7 separate regions of the Mus musculus genome follow, and regions 1, 2, 3, 5, 6 and 7 are each linked to region 4. A link is a contact called in public HiChIP or PLAC-seq and promoter capture Hi-C data. All regions are on one chromosome and are shown on one strand. The core of a region is the stretch at or near the end of the contact, and the rest is flanking DNA. Distances in the headings are between cores, read along the strand shown.

Evidence for each region. Promoter capture Hi-C pulls out the DNA fragments that hold promoters and counts their contacts. HiChIP or PLAC-seq counts read pairs in DNA pulled down with a chosen protein or histone mark.
Region 1: an H3K4me3 HiChIP or PLAC-seq map of embryonic limb bud shows a contact between it and region 4, with 5 times the contacts expected there. The contact joins the enhancer-like site here to the promoter of Tbx18 in region 4. A contact is called at or near these places in 6 of 39 promoter capture datasets (the 3T3-L1 cell line, cranial neural crest, frontonasal cranial neural crest and 2 more) and 6 of 115 datasets of contacts at active chromatin or transcription factors (craniofacial prominence, embryonic forebrain, embryonic limb bud and 3 more).
Region 2: a contact with region 4 is called in an H3K4me3 HiChIP or PLAC-seq map of embryonic limb bud, with 5 times the contacts expected there. The contact joins the enhancer-like site here to the promoter of Tbx18 in region 4. A contact is called at or near these places in 7 of 39 promoter capture datasets (the 3T3-L1 cell line, 3T3-L1-derived adipocytes, cranial neural crest and 3 more), 1 of 484 Hi-C or Micro-C datasets (ventricular fibroblasts) and 4 of 115 datasets of contacts at active chromatin or transcription factors (craniofacial prominence, embryonic limb bud, embryonic stem cells and 1 more).
Region 3: an H3K4me3 HiChIP or PLAC-seq map of craniofacial prominence shows a contact between it and region 4, with 4 times the contacts expected there. The contact joins the enhancer-like site here to the promoter of Tbx18 in region 4. A contact is called at or near these places in 11 of 39 promoter capture datasets (the 3T3-L1 cell line, 3T3-L1-derived adipocytes, the HPC-7 cell line and 7 more), 8 of 115 datasets of contacts at active chromatin or transcription factors (the NIH/3T3 cell line, astrocytes, craniofacial prominence and 4 more) and 1 of 9 other capture datasets (adipose tissue).
Region 5: a promoter capture Hi-C map of neural stem cells shows a contact between it and region 4. The contact joins the promoter of Cep162 here to the promoter of Tbx18 in region 4. A contact is called at or near these places in 8 of 39 promoter capture datasets (the 3T3-L1 cell line, cranial neural crest, embryonic stem cells and 4 more), 10 of 484 Hi-C or Micro-C datasets (LSK cells, cerebellar granule neurons, cerebellum and 6 more) and 10 of 115 datasets of contacts at active chromatin or transcription factors (the NIH/3T3 cell line, astrocytes, craniofacial prominence and 7 more).
Region 6: a contact with region 4 is called in an H3K27ac HiChIP or PLAC-seq map of oligodendrocyte precursor cells, with 5 times the contacts expected there. The contact joins the enhancer-like site here to the promoter of Tbx18 in region 4. A contact is called at or near these places in 4 of 39 promoter capture datasets (the 3T3-L1 cell line, cranial neural crest and frontonasal cranial neural crest) and 6 of 115 datasets of contacts at active chromatin or transcription factors (craniofacial prominence, embryonic limb bud, neural tube and 3 more).
Region 7: an H3K4me3 HiChIP or PLAC-seq map of embryonic limb bud shows a contact between it and region 4, with 4 times the contacts expected there. The contact joins the enhancer-like site here to the promoter of Tbx18 in region 4. A contact is called at or near these places in 7 of 39 promoter capture datasets (the 3T3-L1 cell line, cranial neural crest, embryonic stem cells and 4 more), 10 of 484 Hi-C or Micro-C datasets (embryonic fibroblasts, embryonic limb bud, embryonic stem cells and 3 more), 11 of 115 datasets of contacts at active chromatin or transcription factors (craniofacial prominence, embryonic forebrain, embryonic limb bud and 4 more) and 1 of 9 other capture datasets (adipose tissue).

What each region holds. Positions count from the first base shown.
Region 1 is chr9:87,385,757-87,389,156 of GRCm38.p6, forward strand. No RefSeq gene overlaps it. Among named protein-coding and RNA genes, the nearest start is that of Cep162, 130 kb to the left of the region's middle. Within about 2 kb of position 1,970, at least 7 of the 459 cell types and tissues checked have an H3K27ac peak or open chromatin away from gene starts, as enhancers often do. A contact at or near this core is called in craniofacial prominence, embryonic limb bud and second pharyngeal arch cranial neural crest, where this site is marked.
Region 2 is chr9:87,325,047-87,328,192 of GRCm38.p6, forward strand. No RefSeq gene overlaps it. Among named protein-coding and RNA genes, the nearest start is that of Cep162, 71 kb to the left of the region's middle. Within about 2 kb of position 1,710, at least 3 of the 459 cell types and tissues checked have an H3K27ac peak or open chromatin away from gene starts, as enhancers often do. A contact at or near this core is called in embryonic limb bud, where this site is marked.
Region 3 is chr9:88,179,920-88,183,204 of GRCm38.p6, forward strand. No RefSeq gene overlaps it. Among named protein-coding and RNA genes, the nearest start is that of Gm28231, 78 kb to the right of the region's middle. Within about 2 kb of position 1,357, at least 5 of the 459 cell types and tissues checked have an H3K27ac peak or open chromatin away from gene starts, as enhancers often do. A contact at or near this core is called in craniofacial prominence, where this site is marked.
Region 4 is chr9:87,729,674-87,733,052 of GRCm38.p6, forward strand. Tbx18 (T-box18) reads right to left here and starts at 1,587. Exons shown (of 8, transcript NM_023814.4): 1 at 862-1,587. The coding sequence starts at 1,171.
Region 5 is chr9:87,253,843-87,257,141 of GRCm38.p6, forward strand. Cep162 (centrosomal protein 162) reads right to left here and starts at 1,690. Exons shown (of 27, transcript NM_199316.2): 1 at 1,421-1,690; 2 at 90-206. The coding sequence starts at 146.
Region 6 is chr9:87,354,746-87,357,955 of GRCm38.p6, forward strand. No RefSeq gene overlaps it. Among named protein-coding and RNA genes, the nearest start is that of Cep162, 100 kb to the left of the region's middle. Within about 2 kb of position 1,891, at least 4 of the 459 cell types and tissues checked have an H3K27ac peak or open chromatin away from gene starts, as enhancers often do. A contact at or near this core is called in oligodendrocyte precursor cells, where this site is marked.
Region 7 is chr9:88,047,485-88,050,820 of GRCm38.p6, forward strand. No RefSeq gene overlaps it. Among named protein-coding and RNA genes, the nearest start is that of Gm23176, 28 kb to the left of the region's middle. RefSeq lists an enhancer at 1,093-3,336. Within about 2 kb of position 1,922, at least 13 of the 459 cell types and tissues checked have an H3K27ac peak or open chromatin away from gene starts, as enhancers often do. A contact at or near this core is called in craniofacial prominence, embryonic limb bud and second pharyngeal arch cranial neural crest, where this site is marked.

The sequences.
Region 1 (3,400 bases), core at 720-3,219, 340 kb before region 4:
AGAAGTGAGGGAAAGCCCTTGAGAGCATTTCTGCTAGCAAGTGGGCATGGGGAGCAAGGACTTTCGTCAGCTCCCCAAAGTCTATCCTTGGCCTTTATCTGATCCTAGGAATGCTTGTAGTGTGCTGACTGAGGGAGTCACAATGCTACTGTGGGAATTGTCAAAAACAAGACTCCAAAGCAAAGGAATTTGAATCTGTGTTTTTCTTCTTTTGAATGTCTAGAAAACCCTAAAGAATTGACTTTAGAAAAAAAAGAAAAAAGAAAAAGAAAAAGAATTGACTTTGAGTGTTAACTCTGCTCAGGTGCAGGCTTGTTTTATTTTCATCCCTACTAAAATCCACAAAGGGGACTCATACAGTGGAAAGAATATAGATGTAAGGTGAATTTACACATCTGGATGGCATCTACTGAATGGAGCAAAGGAGACGGTCACCTGACAACCCCAAGCAAGTACAAGGTAGTCCATTTTTATTTGGTGTCAAGAAGATGGGCCAAGTCTTCACTCTACTGGATAGCATGAAAGTGGATGGCACTTTAGTGTAATCTAGTGATTTTGTTTAATTTTAATTTTACCATTTTTGTCAACTATCCTCCTGGAACAGAATTATAATGAAGTGACTCTGCTGTAATCCTGCATTTGGAGGAGATATTCTAACTCATGAATTCTTACATCATTGGTGTTGATGAGGCAGCCCAGTAGAGTCGAATCTTCAAGCACAAGGCATGTGAAGATCGAGTTCCGAGTTCAGTTACTTTCTGGCAACAGGCAGAATGAAGGCTAGTGTCTTTGTGACTCCTTGAATTGTACCTGTCACACAGGCTGTGGTGGGCAGGCAGCCTGATTTTGATCTGAAGATAACATATCAAGAAATTAAAAATAGTGTGCTTTAATCCAATAGAAATTATTTAAAAAACCAATTGCATTTTTTGTTACAACACAATTTTGTTACAATGGAGAGGCAGAAATTGCAGGCAACGCAGCCACCTCTGTGGTGAATACATGACTTGAGAATGGATGCCATCGATACCTTTATTTTATTTTTTGTTTATTTTGTTTGTTTTTGTTTTTTTCGAGACAGGATTTCTCTGTGTAGCCCTGGCTGCTCTGGAACTCACTTTGTAGACCAGGCTGGTCTCGAACTCAGCCTCTGCCTCCCAAGTGCTGGGATTAAAGTCGTGCGCCACCACCGCCGGGCTTCATCGATATCTTTAATTAAGATAATTTTAGTATTTTAAGGGAGCTAGCATTGTCTATGGCTGTAAGCTCTGGGGCACAGCCATGTCATGTTGGGGATAGCTTCCCTCATGCCCTAGGTTTGCATCAGAGCTGAGACCTCTTAGCCATTGAGACTCAGAACAAAATCAATGAGTTATCCATGATAAGCTCAAAATTCCTGCCCAGGCTTAAGTCTGGTGACTTTATGAATGTGATTAATCTGAGACTGGGGAGCAATTTTAGCTTAGAGGCAACACAATTAAGAACATGCACATGTGTTTGATAGAGTCCTATTTGTTCAAATGTTTTCTTTTTGGTATGAAAAAAAAATCCATTGGTGTTTTCTATTTATTGGAGTTAGCCTGAAGGTCCTTAACTCCTGACTTGGCTCTTCATTTCTAAATAAGAGCTCTTGTTTGGTTTTAGCCTCTTTTTTTTTTATTTGTTTTGTTTTTTTTTTTTTTCATCTAACAAATCATGCCTCTACATTCAAAACACCAGAGTTAGATGCCTGAACTAGGACAAGAGCGTATGGCAATCACGCTTTCTAGTAGTGACCTGAATACAGTTCTCATGGCTAGAGTTTTTCCCCATTAGAATAATGAAGCATTTAACGAAATTTCTCTAATTCTTCTATTGTTATCACAGTTTAAAAACAAGGGTGCTTGTTTCCAGATGTCTGGCTCGGCAGTACCCAGGAACACATGGGGATATTTTGTAGTGGCTGATGGAGTGTGGCGGAGAAAAATAAAAACCAGATGGACAAAGATTAACTCTCTCTTCCCGGTCCAGGTTTTTCTATGGATCTTGGTCATGGAGTTCTTCTCTCTCAGTTTTATTTCTCTAGGCCAGTCATAAGCTGGGCAATGAATCAGAAGGAACCATTGGTTTGGTCCAATCAACTTATAAAGTCATGTTATTCTGTGTCTGTCTGATTTGGGGCACTAGTTGTTATTAGTTCATATGTAAATGATATAGGGATATTTCACCAGAAATCCAAATAACAGACTGACCAGCTGCCCAACTATCCAGTAATTACAGGGAAAGCTGGTACTCAAAGATCCTCTAGGGCTAGGCAAATTTATACTACCTTCTTATTCTGATTTGAATTCCACATTTCCAGGTGGTCTCCCTTTAGGATGAACTAAAGCAGCCTAGAGAAGAGTCCTCCTGTGTGTGTGTGTGTGTGTGTGTGTGTGTGTGTTTAAGAACTAATGACAAGGCAAGTGAAGTTTTTGGCTCTTTTTTTTGAGCCCTTATTCTGAACCTGACATTATGTATCATCTTATTCTAAGAAGAGAACAGGAGAATATTGTTTCCATGGAGGTTTCTTCAGATTTCCTTTCCTGTGACATCACTGGTCTAGCTCCTTCTCTGAGAAGACATTTCTCCTTTCACAAAGGAGTTGAACCCAAGCTTATAATCCACCACCAGCCTGGTAGTTGATGTTAAGTTGGAGTTCTGCCACCCAATCCAAGATGGAGGTTTCTATCAAGTGTTTCATTAATGGGGAATGTTCAAAAGAAGAGAAACAGTGAGAGAAGAAAGTGGAGTGAGAACATTTTTGATCTGAAACAGCTTCCCCATGGTTCCAGGGGGAAGCCTCAGGATGCAAAAGGTACCAGAGTTGTCCTCAGTGTGAGGCAGAGGGTTGGTCTGTTCTTTTGTATTTTCAGCTGTCATTGGCTACCAACTGTTTTTCAAGAGAGACACTCTTTCACTACAAGACAGCCAAAGGGTGTTCTCTGGAGAAGGGACAATTGTGTAGTTTCAGCCAGTGCTTAGAGGAACAAGCAGAGGGCCTTGTCTAAGAACTAAGAACTCTGGAACTGCACCTGGGGATAAGAGTGTATTCTGCAGATAGATCCAAAGGATCTCTAGAAATATAGTCTACCAACTGCTTTGGCAGTTGTCATTAGTTTGTTTGTTTTTTTTTTTACCCTAGTTTTTCTGAGACAAGATCTTGCTGTATAGACTCAGCTATCCAGAACTCTCTAGATGAGAATAGATTGACCTCAAACTGATAGCAATCCTCCTGCATCTGTCTCCTGAGAGTCAGGTATCACAGGGAATGGTGGTATCTCTGAGACTTGTCTACTTATATTTAGTTACACCATCTCTTGTCAGTTGGTAAAGATGTTTTGGAAGATGTCTTTCAATCTTTCTAGAAGCCAATACTAAC
Region 2 (3,146 bases), core at 460-2,959, 400 kb before region 4:
GGGGAGCAGGGCAGGGCGGGGGGAAGGTATAGTGAACTTTCGGGATAGCATTTGAAGTTTGAAATACATATAAAGAAAATATCTAATAAAAATAAAATAAAATAAAATAAAATAAAAGAGTAATTGAGAAATCAGAAATAAATGGGAGGAACACAAACATGTTAAATGAAATTGCATGATAATGTGTTCCTTTTGCTGGCTGGAGCTATGACTCATCTTTTAAAATTTAAAAATATTTTTATTGGTATACATTAATTATATGTAGTAATGAGTTTTAGTCATAACATTTTTTTCTTTTTTCAATTTTCCTTTTTTTTAAATTAGATATTTTCTTTATTTACATTTCAAATGTTATCCCCTTTCCTGGTTTCCCTCCAAAAAACCCCTATCCCCCCCCCCCACTTCCCCTGCTTACCAACCCACCCACTCCCGCTTCCTGGCCCAGGCATTCCCCCTACACTGGGGCATAGACCCGTCACAGGACCAAGGGCCTCTCCTCCCACTGATGACCGACTAGGCCATCCTCTGCTGCATATGCAGTCATGACATTTTTATACATGTACCTAATATATATTTGCTGTCCAATTCCCTTTTAGCCTCTCTCCTTCACAGCCCCTCCCACCAATCCCCTTCATCCTCCCAACTATGCGGCTCATTTTCTGTCTGGTTCGGGAACATTTACTTTCCCTAGAACGACCCAAATCCCGTCCTACACTTTTCCCTGTTGCTTTTATGATTTCCTTTGCTTAGATAGTTCCCCCAGCTATAACTTCTTGTTGGATAGGTCTTCAGAGAAGGATTTCACTGATTTTCTCAACATTTCTCATTTAATCTTCTCTCAATTAAGTTGCGGGATGCTTTTATCAATTCTGTCTCACTTGAAATACACGGGTCTGTTTCTGGCAACTTCACTTGGCTAGTGTTGTTGATATTTCAGTTACAGTAATTTTTCATCATGTTTGATATTCGATATATCAAACAAGATAACTCTTGCCTACTTCTTTAGATATGAGCTTAGCATCAACTTGTACTCATTAAGAAATCCAATTTGTTTCTGATTATGTCCTGTTTATATTTATGGATGTCTCTGGGACAATTGCCAATATTGCACCTTTGAGTCCTTTCTTATACAAGCAGGCTCTGTTGAAATCTTTCTTTGTGTCATTCCATTTTGCTCAGTTGTTGCACAGTCAGCTTGGACTACATTTTAAGAAGAACTTAAACAAACAAACAAAAATCAAAGTGAAACCCCTCCAAGACCTTAGAATTTAGTCAAACCTCATATCCTGTGGTGATAGTTGTTCTAGAAGATGGAAAATTATTAAATATATTAGTTTGAAAAAGTGACAAAATTAAGGTGTTTAGTTTGACCATTTGAATGCACAACCTCCTTGCTCTTGTTTCTCAGAACGTCTGCCAGTAACTGCTTGTTATTAGACACTAGGTGTACACGGGTGTTTCCAAGCTTGTCTCCAGTTCTAGTACTTCTCCTTATAGACAGTAGGGGGTGCTCCTGCAGCAACAGGCCCTCTTACCAACACCAAATCTGAACAAAGTTTGAGCCCTATTGGTTTATGAATTATCAGCTGCAGTTCTCACACATTCTAACAGTCTCACATCTGTGGCCATTTTATGTAGAAGACAGAGTAATGGGAGAAGGTGAGATCTTCAAAGCATCTGTAATGAAGGAGGCCTGTATTACAAACACACAGAAGGCAGGGGGATTACAGCAAGTTGTACTTGGGCTAAGAGTAGAGCCTCTGCTCTTAGGGGCTGCTCCTTTGAGCCCTTGTGCCAGCAAGCTGTTTTGTGAGCTGTCAGTTTCCTGATCTCAGTTCTTTAAGGGCAACAGTTTTAAAGAGGTGCTTTAAATAAGCAAGAGGAGCTTGGCAGAACAGTAAGCTGGGGGGGGGGGGGAGGAGGTGTGGAAAGAGACTGGTCTGGTTGTAGACAACGCTATGGAAAATGATTCATCCCACTTACTGGCCTTGGAGCAGTGTCTCCAACTGCCAATCACACTGATGTTCAGCGAAGTGTTCCTCTGATCTCCCCTTTCTTGGTTACATTCCAGAGCTATCTGCATATGTGTCTCCTTAGCAAATATCCCACGATGTACCGTTCCCTGGGGACTTTCTTATGACTCCTTCATGGTTCAGCATCATGAGGGAAAGGCTGCCTTGGTTGTATTGTAATAAAAATAGTTCTCTGTTCAATAGATGAAGGAAAGAGAAGGAGGGAGGGAGTCAAGGAGAGAGGGAGAGAGGGAGATAGAGAGGGAAAGGAGGAAGGAAGGAGGGAGAGAGGGAGGGAGGAAGGAGAAAGAAGGGAGGGAAGGAAGAAGGAGGGAAGGAAAGAGTGAGGAAGTCAGAGGGGAAGAAAGTAAGAAAAAGCAATCACAGTGTTAGACACTGATGTTTTGAGTCAAGTTAATTTCTAAAGAGACCACAGTAGCCAAATTCACGCAGAACTTTACTGGACAATTTTAGAATCCAGTGACAACTATAACAAAAAGCAATTGGTTTGTAATACATCTAGCCGCAATCTATGTAGTAGCAAGTATACGATGTAACCATTACTACCTCTCTGTGGAACTGGCCATTAGAGATTTCTACATTTAACTACATGAGGTTAAAGGATCCTTACCATCAGTGAGGTTCTGTATGGGAATGTGATAACGAAACACCTTTGTATAATTACCATGCGATAACAGAGGTTCTGAATGTAGTGTTCGTGTCCAATTTTACTTAAATGGTATGTTCTGCTGAAATCAAGACACTCAGCTCAGTAATTAGCTCCTGGCTCCTACTAGAGCAGAACTTTGCCTACTGCTTCTCCTCCCTTGTGACTTGCCAAGGCAAAGCATCAACTACTGAAATGTTATTACCCACTCCAGCAATACTGCTTGCCTTATCTTTAAGCAGCTACAAAGCAAGTTACGTTGGCAGCCTTCATTCCTGTTGGTAGCTTGTCATTCACAAAACTTACCTGTATGAATTGCTCTTGGAACATCTGTGGGTGAGTTGGGTAGGACAGTGTTGCATTGAATGGAAAATGGAAAACATTTTCTTGTTGAAATATTCTAGTTTTAAATTAAAATATAATCATGTCATCCCCCCTTCTTTCTTCTTCCAACCCCTCTCATGTCT
Region 3 (3,285 bases), core at 107-2,606, 450 kb after region 4:
ACAAAGCATTTGTCTGGAAAAGGAGCTGACAATTTATTCTTACGCTTTTGAACACTATGGAGATGGGAAGTTGTGATCATCTCCTCTTTAACTATCTCACACCCAGAGACACACACAAACACACACACAGACACACACATACAATGACCATCTTAGAGGTGCCCTTAATCACTAACTTCTGCACATATTTGAATATCTCAATACTTTTGAACCCATCTGTTAATGTTAATCCTCCATAAATGTTCACCATCTTTCCCCCTGCTCCCAAGTAGGTGGGTAAAAGGAAGCCTGGATTATCCTGAAAATCCTCACAATGTTCCTGTAAGGGATATGGTACCAAATACCACACAAGGCAATGCTCTGGGGAGTTCAGGGAGCAAGCTCAAGATCCTGTGGACAGAAATGCAAGCCATACACAGCCCTGACTGGGCATTATCAGAAAGGCAATAATAGCAACTGTGTGTTTTACAATGCTTCTGCAATGCCTGCATGCCGCACTTCATGTGATCTTGTTTCTCTGTAGGCTTTGATCACTTCCATTTGACTGCTGAAGGGTTAGGATGCAGCCTCATGGTGAGGTGTTGCTGGAGCCAGCCTTGCATACCGCTCACGTTTCCTTCTTTCCAAATTTAACTCATGTTCTACTGAGATGAATTCTATTAAAACAGGAAACTGCACATTGCAATCATAAGTGAAAAGGAGCAACAATTGTCATAAGTAGAAGATAACATAAATAGATAAACATGGTGACTACCAAACAATATTGCAAAACTCTGATTGGTCCAAGCCGTGGGCCTTGCAGTTAATCTCTCCTAATACTAGTAAAAAGTCGTAATGCTAGCGATAGGAGCACAATAATAATATATGCAAGGCAAGCTCAGAATTTCTTCTTGTCATGAGCTGAACAACTGGAAAGGAATGATAAAGCAAAAATCTTTCTCAGATATAATTGAATATAACTGAGTGTTAGAAGCAGGTGACACCTTAAAATCCAACTCCTGCACACCAGCTAAAGTTGTCTGAAAACTGTGAGATATTCCTTTGCTAGCCAAGGTCACTGCCCTAGAGAAGCGCACCTATTAGAGAGAATGACAGATATAAACACAACATTTTAATGCAGTGTGAGTATTCCAACATCTCTAAACACACAATGTTACGAGGGCAGAAGCAGAGGTGTTGGAGGACGGTGCTTTGCCTTGCAGAGGGGCAGCCCAAGCAGAGCTTTAAAAAGAAGTAGAAGCCTGCCAGGCAAAGGAAAGCACTCATTAACTGCCTAGTAAGAGAAGATCAGTTACACTATCCACATGGCTACACCAGGAAAGCACACATCATCAATCGCTGCAAAGCAGGCCTGAGAATCAATCCTGAAGAAGCGTGTCTCTGGTGCTTTTGATGAAAAGTGTAGTCGAGATCTCATGGGGTAGGGGGGGTGAAAGATCAGAGAGACCTATAGGTATGAGAACCTTGTCTCTCCACACCATCCATCCACTCAAACTATTTTTATTGGACACAACTGAAAGAAACATTGTTGGCAAATAAAATATCTACCAGAACATTCTGGACTGCTTTGTGCTGCATACACACTTGAACTCTGACCCAAGCCGCACAAATCCATATTTGAGTGGTTAAGGGGCCATATAAGACGGGTTCTTGTTATGAATGAAACTCTGGTGATTACATCAGCTGCACTAACCCAGAGCAGCTGACAACCCCTGCCCGTATTGTGTGTTCTGCAATCAGCAACATCTTTGGTACAGATGTCAGGGAACTGCTGTGCCAACGATGCTGTAATGATGAGAGTGGAGAGTCCAGCTAGGGAATTCTCATCTTATGTCTTCTTTGAAAAGTGTCTCTTAAAAGGGGGTGATATACAATATGTACTGTGCACGCTGTCACTCTTTCTGGCTAGAGCTATGCTTCTTTCGGCTCTGTGGATCCCTGAACTTTCTGATCTTGGAGTGGGGGTGCTGTAAGCTAAAGGGTTCTGGCACATGCAAAACCCACTACATTCTTGAATGCTCAAGACAGCTTTACAATGTCTTAAGCTACATCTGAGCAAACCTGTTTCTTACTAACACTGTCAGTCTTTTTCAGCATTTTCTCTACAAAGGACAAAGGAAGGGGGGAAAAAAAGCACCATTTCCTAAGGTTCGGTTAGCGGAATCATCTAAACTTGAACTACATAATCCTATGGAACAATCCATGGCGTCCTAGAAACATCCTCCAATGAGAGTCAATGTTCAAGAATAGGAGCCTCAAGCACAACAGAATTCTTAGCCACTGGAGAATAGTTTTATCATGATTACTATTTTGAATTTACTAAGGTTAGGACAATGGTCCAAAGATTTTCATTAATAAAGTAAGAAGGTGGAGTGGTTTTTTTTTTTTATTTTCAAGCTTCAGTTAATCAGATAACTCTATGACAAGAGCTTCATTCATCTTGCAATTATTCCATTTACTGACCGTTTGGCAGACATTTTTTTTATAATAACTGTATGGATCAAGGGGCTATTTAGATTATTCAGAGGGCTTAGTTTCTAGCCAAAATATATGAAATCGAGACTATAGATTGGGGGAAAGGAGCCACTTTAATTCATATTTTCAAACCATGGACATGATGCCTCTTCAGAGGACTGTGTAAACCTAGACTCCAGACGCAGACGACTGCTTCCAGAAATTGTTCCCAACGGAAGTTTTATAGATATTGAAAGTCTCATAGGTGAGCACCTGAAATATCGCAGTTAGTCAAAAAAATAAATAAAAAGAAAGCATATGCGTTTCACCTCCTTTACTTGCTTTTGTGTTAGCTTATAAAAACTCATAGGTGTATATTGGACTCATTAAACGGAGGTGCTCGTAAGCACAGGCTCAATCGAGGCAGGGTGCTGACAAGCATTTTACATTACGCAAGCTTCCCCACATCACTCTGCCAACGTGCTTCCATTTTAATCCAAAACATTCCCAGCTTGTCAAACACTGAGGCCTCCCTGGAACACAAAGCTAAGCCCCTCATGCAGAGGTTCTCTGATTCGGAGACCGCAGGGAACCCTCGGACACAGTTCACAGGGAACTTCAGTCCGCATTGTCTCTGGATGCTCACCTAACAACAAACTTGGGAAAAGGAAGTACAAGAAGGACCTGAACCTGCTGCCTGCTAACTGTCAAACGCCAGGGTTTCTAAGTGTTACCAGCACATATTAATTATAGGTAATAATGAGCTTCCTTGTGGCATTTTTATACCTGTACCTAATATGTCACACTCATATTCACACGTGTCCTTTACTA
Region 4 (3,379 bases), core at 337-2,836:
CAGAGGGTAGAGACGGGGAAGCAGTGAGGGGGCGATCCGGCCTTGAGGATCATCTCAGGGCCAGGCCCTAGGACAGCTGCCCGCAGTCCTGCCGCGCGGGGCGATCGGAGTTGCCTTGAGGCCTTTAGGGTCCCACCGAGTTCCTATGTCCCAGAGCCAGGCCCGCAAACTCCCCATGCGCCCCGCCTTGTGGGCCTGAGACCTGTCCCCGAGCTCACTGTCCCTGGGCGCAGATCTCACTGCGGCCGCTGCCGGGATCTGCTCCGGTCACCCCTTCCTCCCTCCGCCCCAGGAGGCCGCCGGGCCTCTGGGCCTCGCGCGAGGCACTTTCTGAGAACTTCCCCAAACCCCGCTCCAGGCAATCCTCCGGGCTGCTGGCTCTCCGGGCCCCGCAGCACAGCGGATAGAAGAGAGCTAAAAGCCCGCCCCGAGGCGCCCTGGGCTCCGGAGGAGTAGCGCTCCGCGTTCAGAAGGGCAGAGAGTGTGGGCGAGCTCGCCGCCGCCTCCCCGGTTGGCGCACCCAACTTCTGGGCGTCCGAGCCCTTTTCCGCGCTTTTAGCCCGCGCCCTCCCGCACGCGCCCCGGGGGCCCCTAAAACTTAGAGAAGTGAAAAGCAGCGGCAGCCCTGGGCTCGAACCCTCCCGGCGCAGAGGCGAGGACGGCGGCAGCCCGCCGAGCCGGGCAGAGAGCCGCGGATGGACGGTGTGCGGGGCCGACGGCTCAACGCCTGCCCCCGGGGCTCGGCGGCGGAGGCCCGGGAGGAGCGGGCGCTAGCGCTGCCTCACCGAAGCTCAGGTTCGCGGGAGCCGGGCGGAGACGCACCGGGAAGCCGCTGGGGCAGGAAGGGATCGATCGACTCACCCGCCGCTCCGCGGGAGCCACAGCTCCGCTCCGCGTCCGCGCAGCTCCGCGCTGGCCCGGACGCCGCCCCGGCTGCCGGCGGCGGGGCAGCCGCTTCTTCGTCGGCCTCCGAGCAGCCGTGCTCCCCCGCGCCTCCGCTACGGCTGCAGCCTGCGTCTTCCACCGCCCCCGCCGCCTCTTCCGTGGCCAGCTTTCTCCGCTTCTTTTGAAGCTGTTGCTGCTTCTCGGCGCCGATCAGTGCCTCCACAGAGAAGGCGTGCGCCTTGAGGCTTAGCATGCTGCACGGTGAGCCCCTCCGCTTCTCCGCCATCCCCGCCTCCCCGAGCCCGCTCGCCCCTCTCTCATATACTCGCGGCTGGGGCGCACGCACGCGCTCGCCCTCCTGGCCCCCCACCAAACGCTCCGCAGCTCCCGATGCCTCCCGAGATCTGTCCCCTTCCTAGCTGCGGGCAAAAACAAATTTGCCGTTTCCTCTTTCTCTGGCGTTGGGATCCGAGGAAGCAGGAACGCGGCCGCCAAGTTTCCTTCCCTCTGTCTCTCCCTCGAGTTCAATGATGCACTTCTTGACTCCCAAACCCTCCACCTCCTCCTGCTGCTCCAAGATCTGCCTCGACTGATGAGCCCGAGAGGACTAACACGGGGAAAAAAAAAACACTCTGCGGACACAAATTAGGGATTGTAATTGAAATTTGTTGCCTTGATCTGTCAGCACTTCAAGGCAGGAGAGCGGTGGGAAGAACTTGCTCATTAGTGTCAATAAAGCGGCGGGGGAGGGTCCTATGGAGCTGTCCATCACCGAAACGGTTTACCAATCAGGAGAATCTAACTCCGCTCAGCCCGCGCCCACTTCCTTACAAGGTCGGAAAATCTCAGACCGAAAAGCGCCGCCATCTGGCTCGTCTCTGCCAGTCTCTAGAAAGCTGAACCCTCTTTTGCTGACACCCGCCAACCCAGTCGCTTCTCAGGCTTTTCTTATCAGGACCAGGAAAGGCTGAGCCTCAGGGTTTAACCGAGAAAAGAGATCCGTAACTAGTAGTATAGAGGATCTTTCAAGGACCCTTAAATCTCCGGTCTCTCATCCCTGTCCATGGGGCTAAGAAGTACATTTGGAGGAGGCAGGAACTTACAGCCAACAGTTTGTTGTTTCTCACTTAAACATTCCTGCATCTATTGATGCCCACTGTATGGAGAGAATGACCACGGGCTTGAATCTTACTCCGAAGATTTTTTTCTTACGTGAGATGAGTTTACGCATATTTGATATTTTTTAGATTTAAAAATTAATCATTGTAATATCTCTCAGACCTTCATATAACCGATTCAGGAAAGGTGTCTCCTTTTATTTAGGACTAATTATTTTAAAACGTAGGTCCTGGGATTTTAATTCTGTTTGTCTTTAATGATATAGGTTTAACTTCAAAACTTCACAAAGTAAACCATGTTTTATGAATTTCTGTATGTTTTTTGAAAGTTCTGTATGTTAAAAGTAGCTTCGTATTCATATTGGTTTTTTTTTTTAATCGGCGTGTTTCTTTAAAATAAATTCAAAAGAAAGCAGAACTCTAGAATTGAACGATCGCAAACATGTATGTGCAGTTCTGTTGTTTAAACTCAACATTTTCTTAGGATTAACAGGATGTGGGTTTGATGGGGATAATAAAAAAAATCACTTGTAGAATAAAATTCACTATGTGCACAAATCTTTAGTATAAAATAGGCCAGGGACGATTCGTTTTGTTTCATTTTGCTTTGCCTCCTTTATTCGATGTTCATTTAAACACTGCAGTCCTAGCTTTCTTCTGGCTTCTCCTCGGCATTCAGGAAAATGGCCTCTGAAAGTACCATCAACCCCGGAAGGAGGGTTTTGTTTTTAAATCATAGATAGAGAAACCTGCAGTTCCTTCAGGACTGGAGTGCTGGGAAGAAATTGAACCAAGCAGCGAGTGCCTAGAGGCGCCTGCAAGGCCTGGGCCAGAAAGGACTTGGTAATATCTTTGCTGTGGATGCAGATTTTTAAATGCCTGAAAAATGCGTTCAATTGGAAGACATTGTTTTATTTGGGGCACTGGGAGCCGGTGTAGCCTACTGGCTTGAAGCTGTCTGGAGAAGCTCTCGCAGACTCATCAGAGTGTAGGGTGATGTGGTATCCTGAATAAGTTCAACCCGGTTAGTGAAGTTTGGCCTAAAGCGGGAGCCAACCAGAAAGCTTGAAGAGGCAGCCTGGAAAGTTCTGGGTTAGTAGGGAGAGTCTAGGACGAAGTCTGTAGAGTTTAAGCAAACAACTCAAGGCCCTGTGTGAAGCTCCCGCGTGAAGCTACGTATCTTCAGTTGCCCATTGAGCTAGAGCGCCCAGCCCCAGCCCTGGGCCCTCATAGATGGTCCAATGGAGCGGTTCTCCGAGCAAGGCCGGCTTGCAGCCTAAGGGATTCATAAATTCTGTGACGGAGGTGGGGGGGGGGGTGGAGTCACTAAAAGGTTTCTGGCATACTCGACCAGCCCGCAGGAGGAGGCTGGGCGG
Region 5 (3,299 bases), core at 440-2,939, 480 kb before region 4:
GGTTTATGTTTTCAGAAGAAAGCACTCAAGGATGGATCTTACAAGATGAATTTACAATAAATATTACAATAAATACAGCTTGAGCTTACCTCCTTCATAAACCGTTCAAATTCTTCATCAAGGTCTACTTTGAAATAGTGAGCCATGGTTAGTAATTTTCACGTCACAAAGCAAGTATCTTAAAATTATTCACAGCATTGGAAACACTAAATGACAGAAACAGATGGAAAAATAAACACCTCTGGAGGAAAACAATCATTAAACATCATTAAAACAACACTACTTTAAACTTCAACTTCTCAAGACAGTTTTATATATGTACACACATATATATGATGTAACTTGACAGTTATATTGCAATTACGAGACACCATTGGAGGTCTAATTCATTGAAGCTAACTGACTTGGGAAAGTAGCTTATGAAGTATGTCTTCTCAAGGTTGATCATTACATTTCATCCAGTCGCTAAGAGGTGGGCTCCAGGATCTTTTCCACTGTATATGTATTTGTCTCTGCTAATACCTCTCAGAATCCAGGTCCTCACAGAGAATATTAAAAAAAAAAAAATTAAAAGAGCAGGAGTGGAAAGACTAATATTTTTTCTTGTAAAGCACAGTATACAGGTTGTGCTTCCGGATTCACGTATTTTCAAATTAAGGGTTTTGCAAAATAGACTTTCTATAATCAGGATTTTTTTCCAGACATAAACTAAGTGAATTTATAAGACTCAGAATATAATAAAGAATTTAGTGGTGCATCCCAGAGATTTCTACACTTAGGAGACAGACAGCTCTTTAGTTGGGAGGTTAGCCTGAGTTACAAGCCTGAATTTCAGGTTAGTCTGAGCTATATAGTGCAATCCTGTCTTAAAACATCCCCAACGAGCACAGAATACCCTTGGAAGTTAATGACACACATTAACTACTATTTATGTTTCTCTTGAAGCAAAGGCAGGCTAAAAGAAACAATGCCGCGAGCACCTTTAATGGGATCTAGTCAAGTTGTCTCAAAGCTGGACTTCAGCTAGGAGAGGCCATCTTCAGATCTGTCCTAAACCTTTGGATTTAACTCTTTAGGGCAACACGAACAAACGCTAGTTTTCTTTTCTAAGGGACGGCAGCAGGTTTGCCCACCATCTTTCAGTGGAATACTTAGTGCTTTTATTTGCATTTTCGACTAAGAGGTCTTAGGGTCAGGATGAGGAGTTGGACAAACAGGTTAGTCAGAGGCAAACCCCACGAAAGGGCCCTCAGCTCAGTCCAGGCTGCAGGAAGCGCAGATTTGGGGGCTAGCTCGAAGCAAAGACTTGGAGTCCCGACAGAGGAGCGGAGTAATGCGCAAAACAAAGTTCGGAGACCCTGCCTGAGGTACAACCTGGAAACAACAACAGGGTCGCAGACAGCCACAACGCCTCACCTACCTGCTCCTGGGAGCCCGCGCTCTCCCGGAAAGTCCCGGCGAGCGGGCTGTTGTCAGGGCAACAGACCCCTACAGGCGGGCTCCCGGGTGTCACGTGATCCTGCCTGCCACGTGACCCAGGGAGCAGCCAGACAAGCTGTCAGTCTTCTGGTGACTCTCAAATAAAGATTGGAACCTTCACGGCTCTGCAGGATGTGGCGGCCGTAAGGGACGTGGGCGCGGCAGCAGTGTGCACATCCCGCTTTCTCTTACTCCCGGAAATCCCGAGCTCAGCTAGCCGGCCGGGAAGACCCAGGCGCAAGCGCACCATCTAGAGCCAGCGCGTGGCTTTCTGGGAGTTGTAGTTTAGTCCCTTTGTGCTCGTCCTTCCGCAGCGAGCTGCTCTTCTTTCCAGCCTTTCCCACCCTTTTCATTTGAAGGCTACTGTCCAGGTTGAAAGTTTTAAAAACGGTGTAAGAGGGTTGATTTCCTTCAAGTAATAAGCCTTGTGTGGGTGTTATGAGAAAAGTACAAATGCATTAGAAATAATTCCGGTGTTAGAAGAGATGTCCGCCACCCAGTGGACAAGCATTTGAAAATACACAATACCAAGATTCTCAGTGAGAGCCTTGCACTAGTTCAGCAGCTCTGGTTTTTCTGGTATCCTGCTTTTCAAAGCTCTCTTCTGCAGTGGTTTGCTTGAGTTTTTATTTTATTTTACTTTTTTACCCGCTCTCTCTCTCCTCTTTCTTTCGCTCTCTGGATACGTATACACAGGCACACCAAATCAGAAGACAACATTTTGGAATGAAAGTAAAATCTTCAAACAGTAAAGGTCTTTGCCTCTGGTATACATAGTTCTGTACCTCCTTTCTGGCCTGAACTTTTCACTCAACAATGCATATTGACATCTGAGTGTGTACAAGCCAGAAACTATCCGATTAAAATGCAATAATAGAGACCTGTTTTAAGCTACCATTTTAAGCTTGGTGAGAGCATTATGTACATTATTTAAATTTTACAATTTACAAGTCAACTTAATTCAGCTTATGGCTTTTCTTTTAGTACATACTGAATTGAGCACATTCCATGCCCTATAGACGTGGGTTCCGTGAAGCAGACAAGTAGCCCAGACAACTGTTAAAGGAGTGCGGCAAGAAGAGCTATGGTGGCTAGTCATGTACACAAGCTGAGAAAGTTGGGGGATTTTTTTCCACTTGAGGTCTCATTTCAGTCTCACTCACCATAGTTATTTTTTACCATCAACTTGTTAGGGTCCAAGATCTTGGGAGAATGATACCCTAAACTAAGTAGTATGCAAAAGCAAAGAATGTTTATTCAGCAGAATTTCCTGCAAGGAGGGGTCTCCTCATTCAGGAATGGACACATGTAGTGAGTGGGCTTGCAGGCCTAGCTTTTATATTTGTCAGTTAGGGGAATTCCAGGGAGGAATTTGTGCCATTTTGCCTTGATTGGTTAGCTCTATCTCTAGAAGTTTGACTGATTCTACAATTGGTTAGGGCTCTGGAGACTTCCCAGGTTTGGGGTGGGGAGGGATCTCTTATCCATTCTAGATACCTATTCTTACTTCAGGCCAGATGACAAGGTGTCCACAGATTGGCTGCCTGTGGCTTGGTTTGCTGACCACAGGTTCCTGGACTTAGGGTCTCATTTCTGGGAAACAGAAAGTTAGGCCTCGTCTCCCAAACTGTTAGTTTATTTTCACCTTATCCATCTTTCGTTAGATTTTCCAATTCAGCTTTACCCGCACCAGACTACTAAAACAATTCTTGGTGGGGGTTGCTAATTTTCTCATAGGGTGTTGCAAGATTGTAGAAAACAAATTTCTATGACATAACCTTAGTTAATATGAAAACCCTATTTGTGCTTGTTCTAGATTT
Region 6 (3,210 bases), core at 641-3,140, 370 kb before region 4:
TGGCATGATGAGGTAGTACTAACAATGCAACAATGAATTTTCTTCTTTGAGTATCTTAATGTTTCAAGCATTTGGCTCAAATGTATAAAGAGACACAATAAATTGAGCTCATGTTGAGTGAAAGTGTGTTCCAAAAAGTTTCCAAACTTTACTAATTATACTAAGTGCTCCATGACTTCTTAGTTTGGGTTTTATTGCTATGAAAAGACACCATGACAAGGTACCCCCCACTTTTTTTTAACAAGGTAACTTACAAGACAACATTTACTTGGGGCTAGCTTATAGGTTCAGAGGTTCATCCATTATCATCAAGGCAGGAAGCATGGCCCCGCATCCAGGCAGGCCAGGCAGGCATGCTGCTGGAGGAGCTGTGAGTTCTACATCTTGATCTGAAGGTGCCCAGAACACTTCCCTTCTGAAAGCAGCCAGGAGGAGGTTCTCTTCCGCAGTGGTGGAGTTTGAGCACCAGGAACCCTCAAAGCCTGCCAACACAGTGACATACTTCCTACAACAAAAGCCATACTCATTTTAACAAGGCCACATCTCTCCTGACAGTGCCACTTCCCATGGGCCAAGCATATTCAAACCACCACAACCTTTATTCCAGGAACTCACATCTGACTGTCCAGTCTAGACTGGGTTTCTGTTATACTCAGTATTTTGTATCATGGTCTCCTTGTTATGGCAACTATATGGCTAGTGTATTGGTTATTTATTTAATTTATTACTTTAATCTTTCATTGCCATAGACTTTACAAAGGAAGGGAACTTAACATTCTGTTTTTTTTTAATTATCACTGCATCTATCAGATAGTAAATGAACAATATATTTACATGCCACAACATGTAAGAGTAGCAGTTCATTTAATCTAGGTATGACTATGTTCTCAAAGGTATGTAGACTCATGGATAGCCTATAAAACACTGCTTGTGGGAGACTTACTCTTCACTGTGTGTACTGGCTAGTTTTGTGTCAACTTGACACAGCTGGAGTTATCACAGAGAAAGGAGCTTCAGTTGAGGAAATGCCTCCATGAGATCCAACTGTAAGGCATTTTCTCAATTAGTGATCAAGGGGGAGAGGCCCCTTGTGGGTGGGACCATCTCTGGGCTGGTAGCCTTAGTTCTATAAGAGAGCAGACTGAGCAAGCCAGGGGAAGCAAGCCAGTAAAGAACATCCCTCCATGGCCTCTGCATCAGCTCCTGCTCTCTGACATGCTTGAGTTCCAGTCCTGACTTCCTTGGTGATGAACAGCAGTATGGAAGTATAAGCCGAATAAACCCTTTCCTCCCCAACTTGTTCCTTGGTCATGATGTTTGTGCAGGAATAGAAACCCTGACTAAGACACTGTGCGTGCACATATATGTATGGAACTGTGAGTGTGTGTGAGTGCATATATGAGTGTGTGTGTGTCTGTGTATGTATATGTATATGTATGTGTTGCAGAAATAATGACTGAAAGCATTCCAGCTTTTCATCCAGACAAGAATCTTAAATTTAGACATATGATGAAATTAAAGTTCTTATTAGAAACCAAGCTGCCTGAGGGAACACCAATCACAGACCTCCTGCTGGGCAGTGTTAGTGGTGGCCTCTAGTCTTGCATCATGGCTATAGCCACACAACCAGAAATTAGGCTCACATTAATTGCAAAGTTTATTCCTGTAGTTGTAAAATGTCACTTAAAAACACATTTAACATGTATGTGTGAGTGTGTGAGTGTGTGTAGGCTGCAGGGAGGCCAGAAGAGGGTATTAGATCGCCTGACACTAGAGTTATGAGCAATTGTAAGCTGCACATCTGGGCACTGGGAACCAAGCACTGGGACTTCTGTAAGAGCAGCCAGTGTTCATAACCACAGCATCCCTGCAGCCCTCATGATGTCACTTTGAACCATGGAAGCACTGCAGAGCATGGGACAAATCTCCCTTCTTACACCCTGTGATAGGGTCACACTCTACAAGAGCATCTCTTGTATTTATTTTAAAACCCAAACAGTCATTTCTTTGATAGTCTGTGTATAATGGAAGTCCTGATGAAATCCACATGGCTTACAGTCAACTGAGGTGATGTTGATTGACAGGGTAAAGACTCTGTAACTGGCAAGAAATAAGAGTTCATTGTGGAGTGAGGAGACTGGGGGGAATGTTCTGCCCCTCACTCTCTCACTCTAGTCCTTCCCATTGCCTGCCTTCCTTTGACATCAGTGGCTGGATCAGTTTCCACCCTCACAAGCCAGAAAAGTATGCTAGAATCCTCTGGTCCCTCCCCATCTCTTGGATGGACCTCGGATTGGGGGTTTGGAGGTGGTGGGAGCACAAACGGTCAGAGCAGGCTGCTGTGGTTTCACTGTGCCACTTTGGGGACCAAGGTCCCTTGAGGCCATCCTGCATCTTTTCCTTTTTTACCTTTAATATTGCTGCTAACAATTTCCAGGGGATGATTGAAATGAATCAGCTACGGCAACTGTTTGGTACAATAAAGCCACTGTTTTCAGTGGCTTGGTTCCTTTAAAAGCCTCAGTAAGGCTCACTGTGAGCAAGGCTGTGTCTCTCTTTGCTCCCTGCATTCAGATGTCCCTGCCTGGCTCTGCCTTGGAACTGATGCACACAGATTTTATGTATATATTTATGTTTTCATATATATGTACACACACACACACACACACACACACACAAACACATATGCCAATTTCCCTTTATCAGAATAAAATCACGTGAAACAGAAGTATCTATTTGTCTTCCTCACCTCTAGATACTCCCATTCCTGGTGAAGTCTTGGTGCATAGTAGGTCTTTGGTAAATACTGTCAAAAGCTTTGTGCTCACGCCTCAGTTCTTTCAGTGAGAACAGCCTGATCTCATAGGAGTTATTTAACCCAGGTTTCAAAATCTTCCCCATGGAGAGCCGGCTGCACCTGCACAGAACTTAACAGGAGGCCTGGCATAGCGGGATCACATACTTTAGGAGCTAGCTGCTGGAGGCTGTTAGCACCATGCCACATGATTTCTCCTGGAAATTTGTGACAGGAGAGACTTTTCAAACCTGACATGTTGTGTGTCTAGCTTAGCTGGGGAAACGGTTTGATCTTTCACTCTTGAATGGGGCCTGATCTTTGATGCATGGTGGTTCAGTTTATAGTTCTTTCCCAGGCTGCTGCTAAGCAATATGATCCTCTTGATGCAGAGCTATAGGCGAACGGGAACAACA
Region 7 (3,336 bases), core at 672-3,171, 320 kb after region 4:
GAGGGAGAAATGTTGGCATGATGTTATTGTTGACTGTGTAAAGATTATCCTTGTATTATTCAAATGCTGATTTCAGTGGCCCCATATCTGGTTGCAATCTAGACATGGCATTGTAATGCTTATTCTAAGAATCTCTAGTGTCAATGTTGCAGAAACATTGCTTCCCAATTATCTCTGATTGGTTAACGAAAAGCTAAATAGCCAATGACTGGGCAGAGGAGATAATAGGGCTAGATTATTGAATCTGCTCTTAATCCAAATCCCAGTGAGGAGAGAGGTAGGAAAAAAGAGAGGATTGGCCATGAAGTGAAGGACCAGGACCCACCATGAGAGCACACATGGAGCAGAGGGACCCAGACCAATACTAAAATGAAAGTATCTCTGGTATTCTGTCCGAGAAGTAGCTAAATTAGCTTAGAGGATTAGAATAAATAAATATCTTCTCAGTTATTGTGCCATAAGACTTGTTAAATAAATCTAATAGTCTCTGTCTCAATTATTTGAGAATTAGCCAGGTTAGAGGAAAAAAATATCTCTTAAATTTGCACTAAGAAGCACTGGTAGAATCTTTGCTACTCTCTGAAACTTCACAAGTCAAGGTTCAGTTGTCTGCTCTTCCACTGATAGGCATGTCTTCCAAGCTCCCCTAAGAGCTCAGGAAGCTCTGAGAATTGGCCTTTCCAGCCTGAGTTCCAAATGATTCCACAATCTTCCCCAAGACATGTTCATATCTCTTGAAGCACTACACTGCTTTCCTGGTACCAGTTTCTCTTCTAGTTTGAGTTTTGATGATAAACACCATGACCAAAGCAACCTGGAAGAGATAATATAAGACAGCTCACATCTGTCCATAATTCCAGTTCCAGAAGACTGAACACCCTCTTTTAGCCTCCTGAGATCCCAGGCACAAATGTAGCACACAGACAATCATGCATACAAGACACTCAAACATAAAAATTAGATATTTTTTAAACAAATAATGAAAAAAAGATAGTGCTGGACAGCCAGGAGGCTGAGTCTAAGTCATATGGAAATGGTACCCTGTTTTATAGAAGAGAGCAGAGCATCCTGAGATATTGTTATGTTTAGGGGTGTGAAAAGCAATCTTGTGTGTCAAACATATTTTCAAATATCAGAATTAATATTATACTTTAATCTTAAACCAACTAAATGAGTCATTCAATCATCTGTGTGTTACTTTGAGACACTAAAACTGCATGATCAGAGAGGAGAGGGCTAAACATACAGAATAGTTTAATTTCCCTTTTTAAAACACTGAATTTTGAGTTCTAAAACCGAAGGTTAAATATTTTTATCTTGTGACACTTTAAAAATATAAGCTATCCATCAACAATGAAAGTAAAAGTTTTCCCTGCCACACCCAAGCACTGCATCTCAAGGACTCATGTACTCACAGAAATGGAGTCCTCCATTGCTAAAATGGCCACTCATCGTTGTTATCCCTGGCCACTAACTTAAGTGCCACTCCACCAAAGCACATTTCCATAAGGTTTTTAGTCACTCTCTTAAATATAAGTACCTTGAGATATTAAATGCATTCCTTTGATTTGGACTCTGCCTCTATGCTTTCTGGAGAATGCAGGGGGGTTAGAGCTATCCAGAGGTGTCAATCTCCATGCAACTTAAAAGCAAGAGTTTCTTCACATGAATGCTTCTTTCAGTTAAAGTTCCTTCTTCTTTCAAAATGCCACTTGGAAAACTCGAGGGCTATCCCTTTCAAACTGGACTACATCCCTCCTTCAGTAAACCTGCCCCCAGATTAATTGGCACTAATGCCGCCCTTCACAGCTGTATACAAGATGTTGAGGAGTGCAACAGAGAGCGGGGTGATTATAGTTGCCTGCACACTGTCACTGCGTGGTAAGAACAGACCGACCTCCTTCAGAACTGGCATGATAATGGAACGTAATAGCAGTGCCTCTTGGCAATCAATGCCACGGTGGAAATAAGAGCGGGGCTCAGTGACAATAACAGAGATGAAATGTGAAACAACAAAGCCCTCGCTCTCGGCCAGAGCTCTCGAGCAGCTCATTACTTTAACCTTTCCACCTTCACCGGATATACAATTAGAAACATGCTTTTCTGTGGGCATTAAATCGTTCCCTCGCTCACTCTGCCCTCATTAGAACACTCAATGGAGCCCAATTAGCTGGATGGTCAAAAACAGATGTTTGTGACTCGAGGAAACAGAAAGAGAACACTCTGAAGGGGCAAAGGAGAATGGAGAGAACTCTGGCATAGCTATTTCATTATCTACCTAAAATCTAGCATTTTGACTATAAAACTAGCTTTTCTTGATAGGAAAAAGTTATGTACAAAAGTACTGAGTTCTTTTATAAGAGAAATCAGTGTTTTGCTTAGGTCACAGAGTGACACTCAGTCAGACTTCTGAGTTGACAGATTTTGAAGATTATCTGCATCATTCCTGAAGAAGTCACAGTTCAGCACAGTATGTGTGCTGTCCCATGCGGCCATATGCTCAAAGGTGAGGGCCACATGCCCTGCACATGGAAGGTTCCCTTCACACCCACTTCTCCACACTCACGACCTTGTGTTCATCAGGGTGGACTCACATCTGAAAACTTACCAGCATGGGGCACGTTACACAATTAGCTTCTGTGTCTCCGTTTTATTTTCCTTTATTACTATAAAATAGAATTATAATATTCATGCACTAGCTGTAAGAATGAGATGAAATAAAACATATAAATAGCATATGTTTAATATGTATACATCATGTTTATATACATTTATTATGTATGTCTATATTGTATGTGTACTTATATGTGTATATAATATGTATGTATATAACATATACATATGGTAATATATAATTAATAAATATAATATCATGTATACTTTTATATATATAATGCACCTGATATATAACTGCTGATAAGTTTATACTACTTGGTCTATGTCACTGGCATGCCATCAGTGTCATTATCACTGTTGTCCTCTGCCTAGGGATGCCATTGAATCTGTTGCATCCTTCTGATGGTAATCAATACAATGTAGATTCTGGGAAGAGCACAGTCTGTGATAAGGGTTAACTGGAAGTTTTATCCATGACAAAGATTTCAATAATTTTATTATAATTACACTAGGAGGCACATACTGAAATAAACATGACCTGTAAAGACAGAATACCTGAGATCAATATCAACCCATCCTTGTCCTGACAGAAATCCACAGAGTGTCTGAGAGCAGATATCTAAGGAGTCTGCTGAGGCATATGTGCAGGAGCTAGAAGAATACCATTCTGAAGGCTCATCAATAACAGAGCAATGACCCCATGAGCTAGGGAAATAAAAG